Regions from separate parts of the Mus musculus genome. Here region 2 is linked to region 1. The links are chromatin contacts, called in public HiChIP or PLAC-seq maps. All regions are on one chromosome and are shown on one strand. Each heading gives the region's core, a stretch centred on a gene start, on an enhancer-like site or on the middle of the called end of the contact. The rest is flanking DNA. Distances are from core to core; before and after follow the strand shown.

Region 1 (4,961 bases), core at 959-3,458:
TGCCTGTGTCATGTCTGTGCACATACATACCACATTGTTATCTGACCTTACTCTGGCCACCCCTACCTCTCTGGTCCATCATGTTGCAGGCCTGTAACCCCTGCACTTGGAAGATAGAGGCAGGTAGATCAGAGGCGCAAGGTCATAATCAGCTACAAAGCACATTTTAAATTCATCTAGCAATACTTGAGACTATCCTGAGCTCTATAAGTCTGTCTCAACTCATACACAGACAAAGACACGCCCCCTCACACACACACACATGGTGGTGGTGGTGGGGAGAGACAGAGAAAACAGAGAGGGAGATAGGTCTTAAAACCAAAAAACAAACAAACAAAAAAAAAAACAAAAAAAAAAACAAAAAACAAAAAAAACTAACCAACCAACCAACCAAAACATTCTGGGAAATAGACAAGAAAAGATATTCTCTTCTTAACTTTCTAAGAGATTGTAATATGGAAACCATTACTAACAATCATCAGGATCAACAATGGGGTAGTGTAATGGGAGACAGAGATTGAGGCTCAGTTCTTGGCACAGTATGAACATCATGTAATCTACAGCCAAAGAGCAGGCAGGTGATGGTAGGTTAAAAAAAAATACTAGGAGCAAACACTGCAAGTGACTGGCATTCTCACCCCTGCTGAAGACAAGCCAGGGTGATCAGATGCTGTCTGGGTGACATGGTTGCTGGTGGTCAGATATCAAGACTGATCAGGTATAGAAGAGGAAGAGTTTGGGTTGGCTAGCAGAAGAATTCTTGTAAAAGCCGGATTTTACATGTGTGCATGAGGGCTCGTGACTATCAACAGTGGAGGCAGAAAGTCAGAGTTTGAGGCCTGTATAGGCTATATAGTGAGACTTTATTTCAAAACAAGACAACAAAAATATGGATTTTTCTCAGGACGTACATACATAAGTTTGGCAAAAGACCCAGAAGACTGGCTGGAATTGGACTCTGCAGAGAATCGCCATCAGGTACCGTCCTTATGAGGATGGATTCCACAACTAACCAAACGTTCCGTGTATTTATCCTTTTAAGAATCTGGATTCACTCCAGGGTATTTTTCCATCTCAGGACTCATTTAATTGGAATGCACACACTGATACCCCAGCTGGATGACTCTGTGTGAATTAACATGGACGGGAGCTTAGCTGTATGCTAGTTATGACAACCCTTGAAATGGTTTAAAGTCAAAACATCTATCAAGATACACACAAAGGAATTCAGAGAAGCCAGAAAAGGAGATAAGAGAGAATTCTGTGCAATCTTTTTAGAGAGGTCACCCAAACATTTTAAAGTAACGACTTGTAGATCTGTGGTAGAGAACCGAAATAATGCTCCCTGTTGATGATAAACCGGAAGTTAGTTATACAGAAGAACCCTAATGTGCACAGGTACAGAGGCTATGTGCCCTGTAGTTTGAAAAAGGGTGGGCCAGAAGGATAAGCCAGAGCAATAAAGCTGCACTGGAAAGAATGCAGAGGCTAAATGAAGCATTCCTTTGTGTTTCTGTATGTCAAGAGTCACATCTCACAGCTGGTGTGGTGGCCTGGTCTGTTATGACACCTAGAAAGGCCAGTGTGGTGCTGAACATTCTATAAGGTGCTACAGCTTAGACACAGCCGAGACACACCTAACTCAAATGTCAGAAAGGTCAATGTTGGGGATCCTTGTCCTGGTGTGAGAGTGAAGAAGGCAGAAAAGAATCTGAGGTCTCCAGAGCTGACCAGTCTCTTAAACCTGGCCAGCATTCTCTCCACCGGGTCTTTTTGCTCGATAGGAGAGATGTGAGATGTTAGAGTTTTTCTGCCATTTATATAAAATGTCAGTACCTGAGGGCTGGGACAGTAGTGGAGTCTTGGACACAGTAATTACAAGGGAGGCTTCTGTGGTTTTCTGTGCATACTCGGCAAAAACTTGGACCCTGGTTATAACCCTGAAAGGAACTCCCAACATTTCTGTTTAATGCTGTCTCATTTATTCCCATTGAGAGTTAGCACATTTTAGTCATTGAGGCCATAACACTCATGTAGTGTGGAACACACCCTCCCACAGAGGGAGGAAGACAGGGAGAGAGGAGGAGGGGGAAAGAAGAGAAGAGGAAGAGGGGGGGGGGGGCGGGCGTTGCATGCCCCCTAGTGGACACCCTTCTAATTGCTTCATCCAAGCGGTTTGGTTAAATCCCTTGGTTTTCTGAAGTAGGTAGTCATAGCAAACAAACAGTGCTAGCGAGGATTCCTGATTTAACTAGACCAGTCTGCAGCTAGCTGCTGAACCCGACTGCAGGCAATGGTCAAAGTGCAGCGATCCTGCTTTTCCGTTTCTTTTCCTTTTCACCCGGACAGCCCACAGCCCCTCTGACACCTCCCCTGGGACTTCCTGACTCTGGGACCTCCCCACGCTGCGCCCTGCAGCTATTTGAGGCCAGAGCACAGGCTCTTCCTTCTCTAGATTCTGCTTGCTGACAGCCTGAACCTGGGGTTCCAGGTAAGCTCTGCTACGAGCTGGCTGAAGATGGTGGGGTAGGGTGCTGGGGTTGTGGGACCTGGATGGGAGGAGCTAACTTGGCGCATGGAATGGGCATGACATAAGAATCCTGCAGGGATTGGTACGAAGAGGTATCAAAACCAAGAGGGACCTAGTCTGTCCAGGGCGGCAGGCTTTGCCACCCTTGTGGCCTCTTATTGGCTGAGTGAGCCTGCGTCTTAGAGACGGGGTTGGGCTGTTCTCAGGGGGTTGCCCATACCCTTAGTGCCTTTAAGCTTGGATCAATACCCCAGGATTTGTCCAGTTTTGTCCTTTGTTTGTTTTTGTTGTTCTCTTGTTTGTTATTGTTTTATCACACTCGTGGCAATGGTGGTGGAATCCTGCAAGATTTGATGTCTGTGGGACATAGGCGAAGTTTTGATAAAGTTTGTGTGTCAGATGAAAGCTCAGGTTTTCCTCCCTTCCTTTGTTTTGTTGGTGGACCCTGAGCCTGTTCTTCTGCTTGCTCAGCCCCAGAGCCCCAGGCTTACTGTTCCTCCTTCTTACCTTGAATCCATTTTGAGAATCGGAAGTATGGAAATCTAGCATTCATGTGCTGTCAGGAAGCTAGATGAGGTTTGGCTCTTTTACACCGTTTTTAGGGTATGTGGGAAACAGCTGCTTGTGAGAGCATTGTACCTGAGGCTGCCCACTTCCTCGTGTGGTTTGTGTGTGGAGGGTCCGACTATCAAATAACATTTGTGTTAAGGTCCTGTGAGCCGTGCTGGGGCCCAGTAATGTGAATGTGGTTACAGGAAATGACTGCTGTTTGTGTTTGAGAACTACCCTGAGTATCTGTACCCACTATGGCTTCTGTTGTCACACAGAGAGGGTGTATGGTTCACACTTTGTTCCCTAAAGCATGTTCGCTTGGATCCCTGTGTCTTCTTCCATGGATTTCACACTTAGTCAACCAGACTCAGCAGATATAAACCAACAGCAGATAAAAACTACTTTGGAGAAGCTAGGTGTTCTGTAGGTAAGCCAGCATCCAAGAGACAGAGTCAGGAAGATAAGAGTGGGAGGTCAACCTGGATGACACAACGATGAGACTCCAATTCAAACGTGGCTAAACTGTTTTTCCTTTTCTGCTCTAAATAGTATGGTATAAAGGGTGGTTTATTTGGCATTTACATTGTATAGTGTAATGTAGGTTATTTATAGATGATTTGAAAAATACAGGGAGATGTAGATTGGTTATATCAAATATTATAGTATTTTATTTTTTAATTTAACTGTTTTGCATATCATGTGTGTTTCCTTGAGTGGGTATGTGTATGTACATATGTGTGTATATACGTGTGTGGTGCCTGGCATCTTTTTTTATTATGCTTTCTCCACCTTATATTTTCAGGCAGGGTCTCTCAGTGAACCCAGAGCTGGCCATTTTGGCCACCCTGGCTAGTTAGCTTGGCGTGAGAAAGTTGCTGGAGGAAGTTTCTGTGTTAGTATGGGAAGAGGAGCTCAGAAGGGGGCCACAGGTGCTGCCTTAGAGAAACAAGTCCCTCAGAGTCAGGGGTGAGTTCAGGACAAGAGAAGGAGTATAGATCTAGGGTCAAATGTCAATCAGACTTCTCAATGGCAAAGGCGATGGCTGAAAGCAGTTAAGCAAAGATTCAGATGTAAAAATCACACCCAGACTACTATAGACCCTGGTAACCTCTCAGTGGAATGTAAGGATAATGATCATATCAGAAAAACAATAAATCAAAATAACTGATTGGACAGCTTGAGCCACCAGAATGAGGGCATGAGCAGGAAGCAGGAAGCTCCTTGGTCCCAGAACAGATAATATTGGCAAAGGGACAGAGCTGTGCAGCACTTACAGAGGAAGCATCCAAAATGGAGTCCTGTGAACAATGTAGTCCATGAACACACTTGCACAATGAAACCTAAGAGCAATGAGCTGAGCCCAGGTGAATGACTGACTGACTGCAAGTGCAAGTATGTCTCAGAAGAGTCAAGTGCAAAGGAACTTTTAGGTGACCTTTACTGCATGGTTCACTTGGGCTGTGACAGGGAGTGTGTCTTTCAGCTTGCTGCTGGTGTGCCTAATAACCGCAGCTGGGTTTTCAGTTCCTAGACTCAGCTGTACTCACAATGGCTCTATTAACAGAAATCGGGAGAAGAGCAATATTATATCCTTGGACTAGTTATGTTGAACAGAGGATGTAAGGTGCTTTTATTGCCACAAAGCCAGGATGTTTGACTCTAACAGCTCAGAGCAAAGTATATAGTTTAAGGAGGTCCCTACTACCCAAGAAGAATAGTCCTGAGCATAAAGAACAAAAATGCCAGTTATCTGAAGTAGTCAATTTGCTCAAGAGTTTGGGACCTGGACCTACATCTTCAGCATCCTCGACAGTCGGAGCACAGCTAACAGCCAGTTTGTACTCTGAGTCTCTTCACATGCCCTAGAGCTGGGTTCTTG
Region 2 (4,961 bases), core at 949-3,448, 87 kb after region 1:
AGGGAGACCACAGGAGCAGAGAGTAGCAGGGAATAGAGCAGGAGGTGCCTTTTTTTTTTTTTTTTAACATTTCAACAAAGCCCTTGGGCACAGGTGACTTGTCAAGGGGCTCAGGTTTCCTGTCTTGACATAGGAGACCTACTTAGCACTGTGCCTGTGTACCTCCATGGGAAACACAGCCTTTTTCATGAATATTACATGTGGCCTGTTTTTAAACAGAAGCCGTAAGTATAGAAAATATTTGTAGAATTGAAAGTATAGAGAGTATTTACAGAATCCACAGGTTAGAAAGTATTTGCTATGAGAAAGAGTAGAAAGTTCTCCTTACAACTTAGTAATTAATAAAATTTCAGGTTGCTGCTTTTGGAGGAGTCTAAATTCTTGATCTGAGTCCTTCTTACCTCTACCTGAATGGCCTGAGTCCAGAGACCTATACTAGTGGGCTGCAAGGGAATGAAGACAGGACATAGACATAGACAGATGTTCAGAAAACCTGGTGTTCAGTCGGGTGTGGAGCTATAAATACAACTGGGGCAACCCAGAATCCCAGTATGTTTATTATGTATAGCACATGGGGAGGATGGCTATGGTAGATAGGAGGTCTCTGTAGGCAAGCAGTCTCTGGCTGTAATCAGCCAGGATGAGGAAGCAGTAGCTGCTACTTTTTGAGACAGTGGTATCTGGTGTCATGTTTGTACTCAGACACCCTAAGAAAGGCTCTGATATCCTTCTGTGCCTCATCCATGTAAGGCTTTGTCACTAGCATGGGGCTGAGGCATTGGAGTCCTCCATATATGGCTACACCCATGCCAGTAATACACTTTCATTCAGAAATTTACTCACTAAAGACTTCCTTCAATCCCCATATCTAATAGAGCAGGTGAAAAACCTAGATGGAGTATGTCACAGTAATGGAAGATAGCAAGCCAAATCTATCATTGGAACTTCAGACAAATCAAAGAAAGATAAAAGCCAAGCTTTCTAAATCTGCTTTGATTCTTACAAAAGTAAGTCAGCTTTCTTTCCTGGGAAGAAACCCTGAAAGAACAACAGCTACAGCAATAACAACAGCAACCACCATCACCACCACCACCACCACCACAACAACAATAACAACAATGAAAGCATGAACAACTATAAGAATAGCATTACTGTATTTGAAGACCTGGCCCATTGTGGCTCAGAGCTTTCTCCAAAACCTGTTTGCTTTAAAGGTTCTTTCAACTCCCAGTTATGCCACAAACTGATGACTAAGCCTTTATTTACCTCATGGAACTTTGGGGGAGAATTTGGTCCAAACCCTAGCACTGGCGTTAGCCAGCTAATTAATTTTCTCTCTCCCAGTCACTGGCTTATCAGAAAAATAACTTTGAAATGACTAATCTCCTCTTACTTTTATATTTCTCCTTTCTTTAGCTTGTTCTCTGTCTGTGAGCCCTGGCCCCTCTGCCCAGTTTGCCAGAATTCAAGTGACCTCTCTACCAATGATGTCAATTCTCTTGGAAATGAGGAACAATGGAAAACATAGAGGTATTTAGAATGTGCCATTCTTCAAAGAGTATGCTGTCTATTTCAAAAGGAAAACACGCCTGTTTTTAGTACAAGCCAGAACACAGTGAGGCAGCAGGCATGCAGAGCATTTCTACAACTGGAAATGCAGACCTTTGAGAGCAAGAGTCCTCCTCAGCCCAGCTCTGCTTCACTCAGCACTCAGGTACCAGACAATCAATTGTCACCAAAAGTACACCAGGGCAGTTGATTTGAGCGTGATGTCTGCTGCAAGAGATTAAGAATGAATCATGAACACACACACACACACACACACACACACACAAAGAGAGAGGGAGGGGGAGGGGTGGGGTGGGGGAAAGGGAGAGAGGGAGAGAGGGAGAGAGGGAGAGAGGGAGGAAGGGAGAGAGGGAGGGAGGGAGAGAGGGAGGGAGGGAGAGAGCGAGAGAGTGAGAGAGAGAGAGCAAGAGAGAGAGAGAGAGAGAGAGAGTGAGAGAGAGAGAGAGAGAGAGAGAGAGAGAGAGAGAGAGAAACACTTGTGCAAATAACCAAAGGAAAAATGAACCGCTCTGGAGTGGGAGGGCTTCCAAACAGAGGAGAAAACACTGAGCTGCTTATCTAGGGGAGGGTGCCTATGGCAAGCACGACTCAGACTATGATGAATTGTATTGAGATTAGTTAGTTCTCTGGGCATCTCCTGGGTGGGGCTGATATGGATCTAGAGACTCTGTGCACATTCCACTGGGCCAGGCAGGGAGATGATCAGGAGCTGTTTACTCGCTCTCTTCCAAAATTGTCTACACTGAAGCCCCACTCTTTGCTCTGTTAGTTGCTGATATTGGCTCTCTGTTTGCTGCTAACCCTGGTCAGCATTGCTGATCAACATCTTGCAGGTTTTCCTGGTCTTGGACCTTGGCTGGTGACTTGCTGGATGTTTTTTGAACTATGCTCTCTTTGTTCTCACATTTATGTGTCTACTTGTGGTCTAACTGTGGGCCTTTTCATTGACTTCCTTAAAGACATTAATTCCTGCCTCAGGGGATACCAGAGTGCATGCCTGCCTTTCTCCACAAACTCCAGTGGACAGACACAGACATCAGGGATCATTTATTCTATATTGTGGATTAAAGTTTTATCTGATTCTATTTTTATTTATTCTTTAATTCAGTTTTTACATTTCAGACTTTATTCTCCTCCTGGTCAACCCTCTGACTGTTCCACATCTCATACTTCCTCTCCCTGACTCTCTGTCTCCAAAAGAATGTCTTCACTCCCACTCCATCCCACCAGACCTCCCCACTCCCTGAGCCTCCAAGTCTCTTGAGGGGTAGGTGCTGCCATGCACTCCGGTCAAGTCAGCTTGACAGGCTGTGAAGCCTAAAAGCCACTCACGAGGCAGAGAGTTTCAAGGAAGCTCATCTCCTGGAGTTTATCCATATACTCATACTCTATTCCCGCATTAAGTCTGGTGTATGGATCTACGAGCTTTCTTTTAATATTTTATTATAAATGCCTTTTAGATTAAATTCTGTTATAGTTAGTCTCCCCAGTGTTCCAAGATCCCAAAAGCCGCCGAGCTTAGAATCCTGTGAGAAGGCAGTAAGGAAGTTAACCTATTCAGTAACTAATTAAGCATTACAATAGACAGAGCCAGTGGCTCAACTGGTCTGCAGAAAGAGCCAGGGAATCTCACTGAGATAGAAATCTTCAGTACAGGCTACATTGCATATTAGAAGCAAATTAGTTGGTATATTCTCCTGACAAATGGAGATTCTCCAGATACTTAAAAGTTACACTCATATAAGAATTTAGCAAGGCCTAGGAAATAGGGGGGTTGTGGCATTGCATTACTCATGAGAAGGTCTGTAAGAGCAGAACCCCCTGGTGCTAGCCTTCACAAGGTTCAAAGGTATAACACTAGAGTGTGAAATCCTTGCCTGTCACTAAACTGATCCTAGGCAGGACTGCTTTATCTTTACTGTAAACATTTACCTGGTTACTGTAAATCCTTTTAAAGTCATTCCTTTGTTTTGTACCTGGTAACTTCAATGTACCTTGCCTGCTGTGACTCCCAACCCCTTGTATTCTCTGTACTATAAAAAGTTCGATGCTCGACCTGACAAATACATTCAGATTCTACACAACCTCTCCTGTGTGCATATGTCTGTCATCTCATCCAACGCTTTGCCCATCTGCGACTAGAGGCCCATTCAACGCAGACATAGGGACCCAGAGGGTCTGCGGCAAGGTGCATCTTCTCTGACTGATTCAGATCAAGCAGTCCTCTGTTGTACATGTGTTGGGGGTGTCATATCAGCTGGTATATGTTGCCTAGTTGGTGGCTCAGTGTCTGAGAGCTCTCTGGGGTCCAGGTTAATTGAGACTGCTGGTCTTCCTATAGGGTCACCTTCCTCCTCAGCTTCTTCCAGCTTTTCCCTAATTCAATCACAGGTGTCACCAGCTTCTGTCTATTGGCTGGGTATAAATATCTGCATCTGACTCTTTCAGCTGCTTGTTGGGCCTTTTTGAGAGTAGTCACGATAGGCCCCTTTTTGTGAGCACACCATAACATCAGTAATGGTGTCAGGTCTTGGGGTCTCCCCTTGAGCTGGATCCCAATTTGGGCCTGTCAATGGAACTCCTTTTCCCCGGGATCTTCTCTGTTTTGTCCCTGCAGTTCAATAAAGCAAGTCAAGCTTTTAGTAAATCTGCTGGTTTGCTCTTTGACCTTTGATTGGGGAGATTTCCTGTTTCCCCTTGGTGTTTGTGTTGGGCTATGGCTTGTTCACATAGAGATGTAAAGTATCATGTTCATTCTACGCTAATGGACACTTAATTAAATGGTTTTCAAGAGTCCTAATGTTCTACATAGCTTTTTTTAATTCACAGTGTTGGACTTTCTGATTTAACCTAGCATGGCATCTTCTAGGTCTATGTATGGTGTTAGAGTGCAGGATTTCCTTCTTCTGAGTTTCATTGTTTTTATGCATGCACATCACTCTCTGCTTTCCTGCTCATCTGTTGCTGGACACAGGCAGACCTCTAACTAGGATGTTAGGATAACCATTGCGATAAAAACAGGTGTTCCCATCTTTTGCTCATATGGATTTCTTTTAGACTTCCAGATCTTAGTTCTTTTAGGTATATATTGAACAGTGACATTACTGAACCATATGGTAGCTCTGAGAGAGCAAATTTTTTGGATTCAGATTCCAACTTAGGGAACCTGACCTAAGTTTAAAGTCAAGTAAAATTAATAGGCTGGTACCTAGCTTCAGTTTCCAGATCATTCCCAACAAGACCTGCATCTCCAGGATATTCTCCCCTACATGTTTCCAGTTTTTTCTCCAACAAATGTACACCTCCAGACTACAAGTTCCCCCATGCCTAACAACCACCAATTAAGAGAAAATCAGAAATTAAGTTTATGGTTTGGATCCCAGCACCAGCCA

Evidence for each region. HiChIP or PLAC-seq counts read pairs in DNA pulled down with a chosen protein or histone mark.
Region 2: a contact with region 1 is called in an HNF4G HiChIP or PLAC-seq map of pancreatic cancer cells. The contact joins the enhancer-like site here to the promoter of Serpinb6b in region 1. A contact is called at or near these places in 5 of 39 promoter capture datasets (the C10 cell line, embryonic stem cells and liver), 1 of 15 datasets of contacts at CTCF or cohesin (CD8 T cells), 3 of 484 Hi-C or Micro-C datasets (embryonic stem cells and liver), 9 of 115 datasets of contacts at active chromatin or transcription factors (CD8 T cells, effector CD8 T cells, embryonic stem cells and 5 more) and 4 of 9 other capture datasets (adipose tissue, embryonic stem cells, liver and 1 more).

What each region holds. Positions count from the first base shown.
Region 1 is chr13:32,963,053-32,968,013 of GRCm38.p6, forward strand. Serpinb6b (serine (or cysteine) peptidase inhibitor, clade B, member 6b) reads left to right here and starts at 2,209. Exons shown (of 7, transcript NM_011454.2): 1 at 2,209-2,491.
Region 2 is chr13:33,049,718-33,054,678 of GRCm38.p6, forward strand. No RefSeq gene overlaps it. Among named protein-coding and RNA genes, the nearest start is that of Gm36099, 18 kb to the left of the region's middle. Within about 2 kb of position 2,199, at least 45 of the 459 cell types and tissues checked have an H3K27ac peak or open chromatin away from gene starts, as enhancers often do. A contact at or near this core is called in CD8 T cells, extraembryonic endoderm stem cells, memory CD8 T cells and 2 more, where this site is marked.